Regions from separate parts of the Sus scrofa genome. Here region 1 is linked to region 2. A link is a contact called in public Hi-C data. All regions are on one chromosome and are shown on one strand. Each heading gives the region's core, a stretch centred on a gene start, on an enhancer-like site or on the middle of the called end of the contact. The rest is flanking DNA. Distances are from core to core; before and after follow the strand shown. Region 1 holds the start of UBTF (nucleolar transcription factor 1). Region 2 holds the start of SLC25A39 (solute carrier family 25 member 39).

Region 1 (3,620 bases), core at 532-3,031, 74 kb before region 2:
CCCCGTAGAGCGCACACCGACCCCCGGGGAGCGAGCGCCAGCCCGCCCGCCTCGCCGGCTCCGCTCCCTCCCACAGCCTGCCCGGGCGGGCTCCGCGGGGGGCAGCTGGGAGGAGGGGCGGGAGCTGGGGGACCCGGGCGGCCGAGGCGGAGGGAAGGAAGGAGGGGAGGGGGTGGTGGTGGTGGTAGTGGTAGTGGTGGTGGTGGCGGCGGCGGCGGCGGCTGCTGCCGCCGGAGAGGGGGGGGGCCGGGGCAGGGAGACACGCAGCCGCCCGGATGGCGGCGGGGCTCGGAGCCGAGGCAGGCGGGCGGGCGGGCGCCGAGAGCGACCTCGCCAGACCCGCGGGGGAACTGGCAGGCTCGGCCGGCGCGGGAGGGAGGGCTCGAGGCGCGGCCGCAGAGAGGGTGCCCGGAGGGCCCCCCGGCGGCCAGGGAGGCTCGGGGGGTGCCTGCAGCCTTGCTCCGGAGCTCTCTCTTAAGTCTTCCCAGCTCAGATTCAGGTTTCCACGCCGGCCCTCACCCGCTCCCCTCGCCTGCCTCCCGGAGCGGGCGGTCCGCGCCCACCCTTATCCCCGGAGCGTAGCCACCGGCTTGGGGCGCACGCCCGCCGATCGCGGCGCCAGGCTTCGGAGCCTGCCTCGCGGTCGCCTCGCTGCCAAGCAGCACACACACGAACTTTTAAAAAATTATTCCTACAAAATATCCTCCTTGCAAATTAAAAAAAAAAAATCCTGTGCTTACACTCCGCAAACGGCGAGGGGGCAACGGGCTCCGGCGGAGGAGCCTTTCTGGGAGCTGGTTCAATCCAGCCCGGCATGGCTCCCCAGGCCTGCCCGGGCGCATGGAGATCGTCGCTGCCGCCGCTCGCAGCAACCCCTCTCCCCCGAAATCCGCGGCGCTGGGGCTCACTTACCGAGCGTGTGAATGGGAGTGCGGGCCAGGGGCGCCTTAGGGGTGCTGCGGGCCGAAGAGCCGAGCCGCAGCTCCGCCGCAGCCGACGCCGGGGCAGCGAGTCGCCAGACAAAGCCCGAGATGGCGAAGCGGAGCGACGGCTAATGGCGAGCCCCACGCGCCGCGCTCCGCCCGCCCCGCTCCGCCCGCCCGCCCGCCCGCCTCGGCGCAGCGCAGCGCCGCTCCGAGCGCTCGCCCGTCAGAGCCGCCTCGGCGCCGCCGCCTCCCGGGCCACTCCGGCCTCGCCTGGCCCCTCCGCCTCCTCCGAGCGGCTCAGCCTCACCCCTTCCCTCCCACCGCTCTGGGGGTTGCATGAAAATAAAAAAAAAAAGAAAAGGAAAAAATGCTTTTCTTTTTTTTTTTTCCTTTGGCAGGGCGGGCTTGTTGAGACTTTCGGGTCTTTTTTTGCCCCCAGCTCGCACTCACCTGCGGAGCCGCCGGGAGGGCTAGGGGTGGGGGCGCGCGGGGCTGTAGCCGGCGAGCGCGGGTTGAAAGCTAGCCAAGCTCTGCAGCGCCCGACCCGGGCGTATACGCCGCCGCCAGTCCCCGCAGAGAAATCGTCCTCCTACCCCCGCCTCCATCGCTCTGCGTTTCTCTTCCAATCAGCCGATCGCTTGGCGGCTCCTCCATTCTCCGGCCAAGCCCGCTGCCTAGAGCGAGCTCCACTCCTCCATCTGCTTGCCCGGATCCTCGCTCCCCTGCCGGGGCCGGCGAGGCGACGTGGGGCCGGAGGGGGATTTGCGAGGGAACCTGCCGGCTTCCCGCTCCCATTGCTCCCTCCCTGCTGCCTCCTGCCTCCTGCTTCTCTCCTGCGTCTTTCCAACTCTCCCCTGTCGCCACTGGTGTGTGTCTGAGTGTGTGCGCGGGTTTTTTTTTTTTTTTTTTTTTTTTTTTTTTTTTTATTGCTCTTTGCTTTTGCAACCCTAGAGCCAGAGCGGAGTGGGTGGGGGGTGGGGAGCAAGGGGGAGTGTTACAAAAAAACAAAAAAGAAAGAAAAAGATAAAAGCAAGCAAATAGCTCTTAGGCTTGCAACACATTGAAAAACCCGGGGAGCACCCCGCCTAGTCCGATCTCGGGGCTCCGCCAGGGCCTTCCGGGTTTTGGAGCGAGCCCCTCGTTGTTCTCAGTGCCCCTCACCTCCTACGGGTTTAGGATCCGAGGAAGTCCAAGCAAAAAGTTCTCCCCCTGGGCCGTAGCAAGGGGGTGTCAGGGTGGGAGGTGGGGGTATTTCTCAAGAAGCAGCAACCGTCCCTCCCACCCCGGCTTCAGTGGCTGGGCCGGCGTCTGGATAAAGAGCAAAAACCCCGTTGGGTTTAGGCAAAGGGGTATCCGGGGTGAACTTGGAGCTTGAGACCTCGCTTCGTGCATCTCCCCTTCGGTCTCTGCCGCCTGTCCCCTGCCAGCTCCCCCTTTAATTTTTTTTTTTTTTTTTCCCTTTCCTTTAATCTAATTTCTTCCAACTCCACCTTTGTTGTTAACCGGCGTCACGCCCGGACCAGCCAATCCCCGCCACGCAATCGGCTTGTCAAAAAGGCTCGGCCAGCCCTGGGAAAGCAGGCTGCGGGCGCTGCCCCCCACCCTCCACTACCCCCACCCCCGGCAGCGGCGGCGGGGAGCCAAGAGGGGAGCCTGGCACCCGGGCCTCGCCGCGCAAGCCGCAGCGGGGCAGCCTCCTCGTAGGCCTCTGTTCTCCTACCACCCTGCGGGCCGGGGATCGAAAGGCCTGGGCGGGACCACCATCCACCCTCCCAACTGCCGTCGTCTGTGGTTGTCTTCCTCTGCCTGTCCTCCTCCGCGGAGGGTTTATCTGGACGCAGGAAGCCAGATGACAGTCTGAAGAACGCCCGCTTCCGACAGGCGAGCCTACAGTTTGGGCCATCGCTCCGGGGGCAGCGCCATTGCTCCCGGCTCCTGGGATGCCAGCCTACCACGCCAGCACTGCTGCGGCCACATCTCGGCCAGCTGGGTCACTGGCCCCTTTGGACTCTCCCCTGGCAAACAGCCTTCTCCATCTTCACAGGCGGGCTTCGCTGCTGCTGCTGCGGTTCCTCATGTCTCCCGGGAGAAATGAGATTCCTTTTCCAGGGCTTCCAGAGCCCACATCTGCCACGTTTCATAAACAGGGAGGAAAATCCTGTCAAGATCTGGTGTGTCAGGATTTTCTAGTGGGTAGAGCACGTAGGAGGGGCCGATTTGCCTTGATGCTAATGAAGTTTAAGCTTCAGGGCCCCTTATCACAGGGGCTGTCTTAGGCCCTTAATTTTGATCCATCATTTGGTATTTTTGTTAAAGAGGCCTGGCAGCACCCCCCCACCCCCACAATTATGCAAGTTTCAGCTCCACAAGCCCAGCTCTGCCCTTGGCACCTACAGAGGGCATTTTGTGTATGATCAAGCCAACTCATACTGTACTTAGAACTGGCAGGGACTGACTTTCTTCTTCTGACTGGGAAACAGCAAAGGGTTTGGAGTCAAAAGTTCCAGCATCTGAGCCTCTCGGCTTCCTCGCCTTCTTAATGGTTTGAGTTTGATGGGATCTCCTAACTTCATCTGAGCCCAGTTTCCTTGACTATAAGATTAAACTAGCAATCTTATGTTCTCTGCTCTCCTCGCCAGGGGTTGGAGAGTCTAGTGAAATGATGTACGTAAAGCTGTTAAACTACTCCGCAAT
Region 2 (3,701 bases), core at 176-2,675:
CTAGAAGCCAGTGCTAGTCCATAGCTGTGGGGCCCCTGTGAGCCCTGGGCAGACTGGTACACTCCCTCCCCTGGACCCTTACAGGTACCCTGTGGCTTAGGGCACTCACATTTGGCGTAGGAGAGGCTCCAGAGTCTGGATGGAGGCATCAGCTCTAAAATACAAGGCAGTACCCAAGTTGGGAGTGTCCCCTACCTACTCGGAAGCCCCCACCTCTGGGAAATCCTTGGCACCAGCCCCTACCCTACGGGCTCTGGGGTTGGGCACTCACCACTGGCCACCGAGGGGCGCTGAGACTGCAGGCGGACCTTCACCACATCCAGGGGGGTCACTGGGGGAGGAGGGCAGGTCTGAGGACTCCTTGCAGGACCCACCCTGACCCCTCCAATTCCCAGCTGCCCGCCCCTCCGCGACCCTCCCCAATTCTTACTGAAGAGAGAGGTGACCACAGCCCCAGCGCCTGATGCCACCATTTGCTGGAGGGGGCTGATGCCCCCGGGGTCCTGCTCGGCCATCTCGCAGCTTCAGTTCTGGAAAGCAAAGGTCACTCAAACGGAGCATCTACCCACAAAACCAGACTCGGGGGGAGGGGAAAGAAAACAAGGCAGGGGCACTTGGGGACACTACCCGGACCCTCACCCCATCCATCCACTGAGAGTGAGTTTCTCGCAACAACCCATTAAAGCAATTACTGCCAACTCCACTTTGCCATCGGGGAACCTGAGGCTCAGAGAGGTGAAGTGATCTACCCAAGGTCCCTCTGGGGGTCTGGTCTGTAGTCGGGAAGGAAACTGGAAGAGTCGCCCATGGTTTAACGGGCAGTAATGACCCACCGCCATGCCCTTACCCTCCCCACACAGATTTACGGGGCATCTCTTCAGCGTAGGTGCGGGGGGGGGGGTCTGGGGCCTAAAGATCAAAACGCCTGAGCCGCCCCTCTAGGCCCCCCACTCCTGAGCCCCAAGTCACAGGGCATGGAGAGGTGGGGCAGACGAGTGAGGGGAAGAAACACATCTGAGAGCGGCCAAGGGGACTCAGTCCCCCATCTGTTTTCTGGGGACTGCAGGCATGGGTGCCTGGTCCTCTCCCGCACCCATCTTCCCAAGGCCAGAAGCGCCAGGCCCCGGGCCTGGGTGGGAAGAACAGTCTCTCTGCTCTCCCTCCCCCAAATCGGTCGGCCGAGAGTGCGAGAAGTGGGGATCGACGAAAGATAGCTCCTCGTCCCTCGGCGACACTCTCTACCCCGGAGCCGCTCAGAGAGCGCCCGGTGGGGCCGACGAGGTCGGCCCGCGACTCCCGGCCTTCAGCCCATCACCCCCGGGCTCAGCCTCCCCGGGACCCCCTTAGATCCGACTCCCGCCTCCGTCTCCAGCCGAACCCTCAACCCTGGTCCTGCCCACTCACCTGGCTCTTGGCCGGTGCTCGCGCGCCGCGGCGCCCGGGGCCGGGCGGGCCCATAGCGGCTCCGCGGCCGGTGCGGGCTCCGCGAGCCCTCACCGGGCAGCAAGGCCGACTCGGAAAGCGGCGGAGCTCGCCCCGCCCCCGGAACGCGCCGGGAGGCCCCGCCCCCGTGGGCCGACCGGCCGCACGCCCGGAGTGACGCCGGCGCTGCTACTCGTACCAGCTTCGTCCAGGACCAGCGCTGTCTCGGACCCGCGCCACCTGTGCCTCCCCAGTGCCCTGCCGGGCCCACGCGCCAAGGTTGGGGGTCTCGGCGCCGCGTGTGACCTGGCGGCAGTGATACGCTTGACTTCGTATTGTCACCAACACACCTCACCAGCACCCGGGCAGCTTGCTGATCCCTCAAACTTTGCAAACGAGCGTGAGCAACGCACTCTCCGCATCCCCCCATTTTCCTCATCTGCATGGAGGCGGGCTTTTGAATCGGCGATGGCAAAGCATTTAACTACCGGACTCTGCTAAGTTTTTACAACTCAACGGCGACTGTATCAAATGGGGCCGTCCGCACTTAACAGGCAATCCATTGAGACTGAAATTCCAAGACCTCTTGACAAACTGCCGGGTAACACGCGAGCGCGAGCAATAGATTTAGAGAAGCAGTAAGTAACCTGGGCCTGGTAGGCTGGACAGCGATAGAAGGCTGGCCCGGGAGCCGGGAAACCTGGGTTAAACCGGATTCAATCTGGGCTTCGTCCCATCGCCATGTGACCCTGGGCAGGTCACAGCACCGCTCTGTGCCTCGGATTCCTCCTTCGCAAAGGGTGAAGATTGAGTAGGGGTAGGGGACCCACATTTCTTTGTTGCTTACTCTCACAAAACCGATTTCTTCTAAATCTCCGAATATCTAGAAATGGGTTATTATTAACCCCATTTTACAGAAGACGGAATGAGGCTCGAAGAATCCGGTATTAGAACCGGGTAAGTACCTTTTTCCCTGCACCAGGTTGCCTCCCCAGGTGACAGGTGGACATAAATCCTGCGATGCCATCTCTGATCCCGCTTCTCAGGGAGACGCATTTCTTTCCCGACCTTACCCGAGACCACCAGCTGTCTCGCCTCTACAACTTTCCTGTGGTCAGCGGTTATTTGTCCCAACAGAAAAACTAACTCGGAGTGTGAACCTGCGCCTTTAAGAAGGATAGGCCGTGCTTTTGACGTCACCGGCTCCCCCGCCTTGCACCGCCGGGAACGGTCCCATCTGGGCCTGGAGTCACCCAGCCGGCCGGTGCACGCCGGTTTAGCACGTGGATTCCAAGGGGCCAACCATGTGCTTTCCCTGCGAAAGGACGTTCGGGATCTCCACCTCTAGGAAGCCCAAAATGAGCTGATGGGGATAAAAATACTTCCGTTTCACAGAAATTTTGTGAGGATTTAATGATTTAATAGCAGTAAAGTGCTTAGACCCCTGTCTGGCACATGGGAAGCCCTCAATGACTACGACTGTCATTATTATTATTATTATTAATCCCCCCATCACCCCACCCCATGGCACAGAACGTTCTGGAAAGGGTCTTTAGAGCAACCAGGATTCTGATCTTACCTCTGCCTCTAAATACAGGCAGTGGTAGTGATAACTCCTTACACCCTTTTCCTCCCCAGAGCCAAGATGAGCTGCAAAGTAGCCCAGCCAGGAATCCCCCTCGGAGACCTCGGAGCCTGTCTTCCTCACAGTAAATGAGGGACTCGCGCTCCATTTCTGGTTTTCTTCTTGCCATAGGATGCCTTTGAGATTTGTCACTATACCTCAGTTTCTTCAACTGAAAATAAGAATGATGTCACCATCCTGCTCATTTACAGACTCTTAGCTCAAGTGCTATCTGCGAAAAGCTAGGTAGAGTCCACACCCAGAGCGGAGCAGCTCACATTTCCTGCCACCCCCCCACAGGAAAATTCTGTGAGACTGAGAAGACCTTGGGGGATCCTCGGGTAACCAAAGGCCAGTGGTGGCCAGTGCAGTGACAGCCGTCTGGGCCTGCAGGAGAAGTTATCCCCTATTGGAGCTGGGGGAGGCGTCTTCCAAGGGTGACCAGGGCAACTGCAAGGTGGAGCTGGAGCCTTGAGATGTCTGTGAACCTGTGGGGCCCTGCTGAGACTCACCTGCCGTCCTGAGAAGCAAGGCTAGAGGCCACAGGAGGCGGCGCTGTGGCGCTGTCCTGACCGGCTCAGCCACCGTCCACACTGACAGCACACCTAATGGTATCTGGCCTCCTCGCTGGCCTCCTTGTCAGATGGACAAACAA

Evidence for each region. Hi-C and Micro-C count contacts between places; a contact is called where the count stands out from the background.
Region 1: a Hi-C map of skeletal muscle shows a contact between it and region 2, with 4 times the contacts expected there. The contact joins the promoter of UBTF here to the promoter of SLC25A39 in region 2. A contact is called at or near these places in 3 of 5 promoter capture datasets (fetal liver and liver), 22 of 47 Hi-C or Micro-C datasets (adipose tissue, alveolar macrophages, blood and 13 more) and 2 of 2 datasets of contacts at active chromatin or transcription factors (alveolar macrophages and skeletal muscle).

Annotation. Positions count from the first base shown.
Region 1 is chr12:18,988,010-18,991,629 of Sscrofa11.1, reverse strand. It overlaps UBTF (nucleolar transcription factor 1), which reads right to left and starts at 1,781. Exons shown (of 20, transcript XM_021066877.1): 1 at 1,377-1,781.
Region 2 is chr12:18,913,265-18,916,965 of Sscrofa11.1, reverse strand. It overlaps SLC25A39 (solute carrier family 25 member 39), which reads right to left and starts at 1,425. Exons shown (of 12, transcript NM_001244966.1): 1 at 1,405-1,425; 2 at 431-530; 3 at 272-331; 4 at 110-154. The coding sequence starts at 515.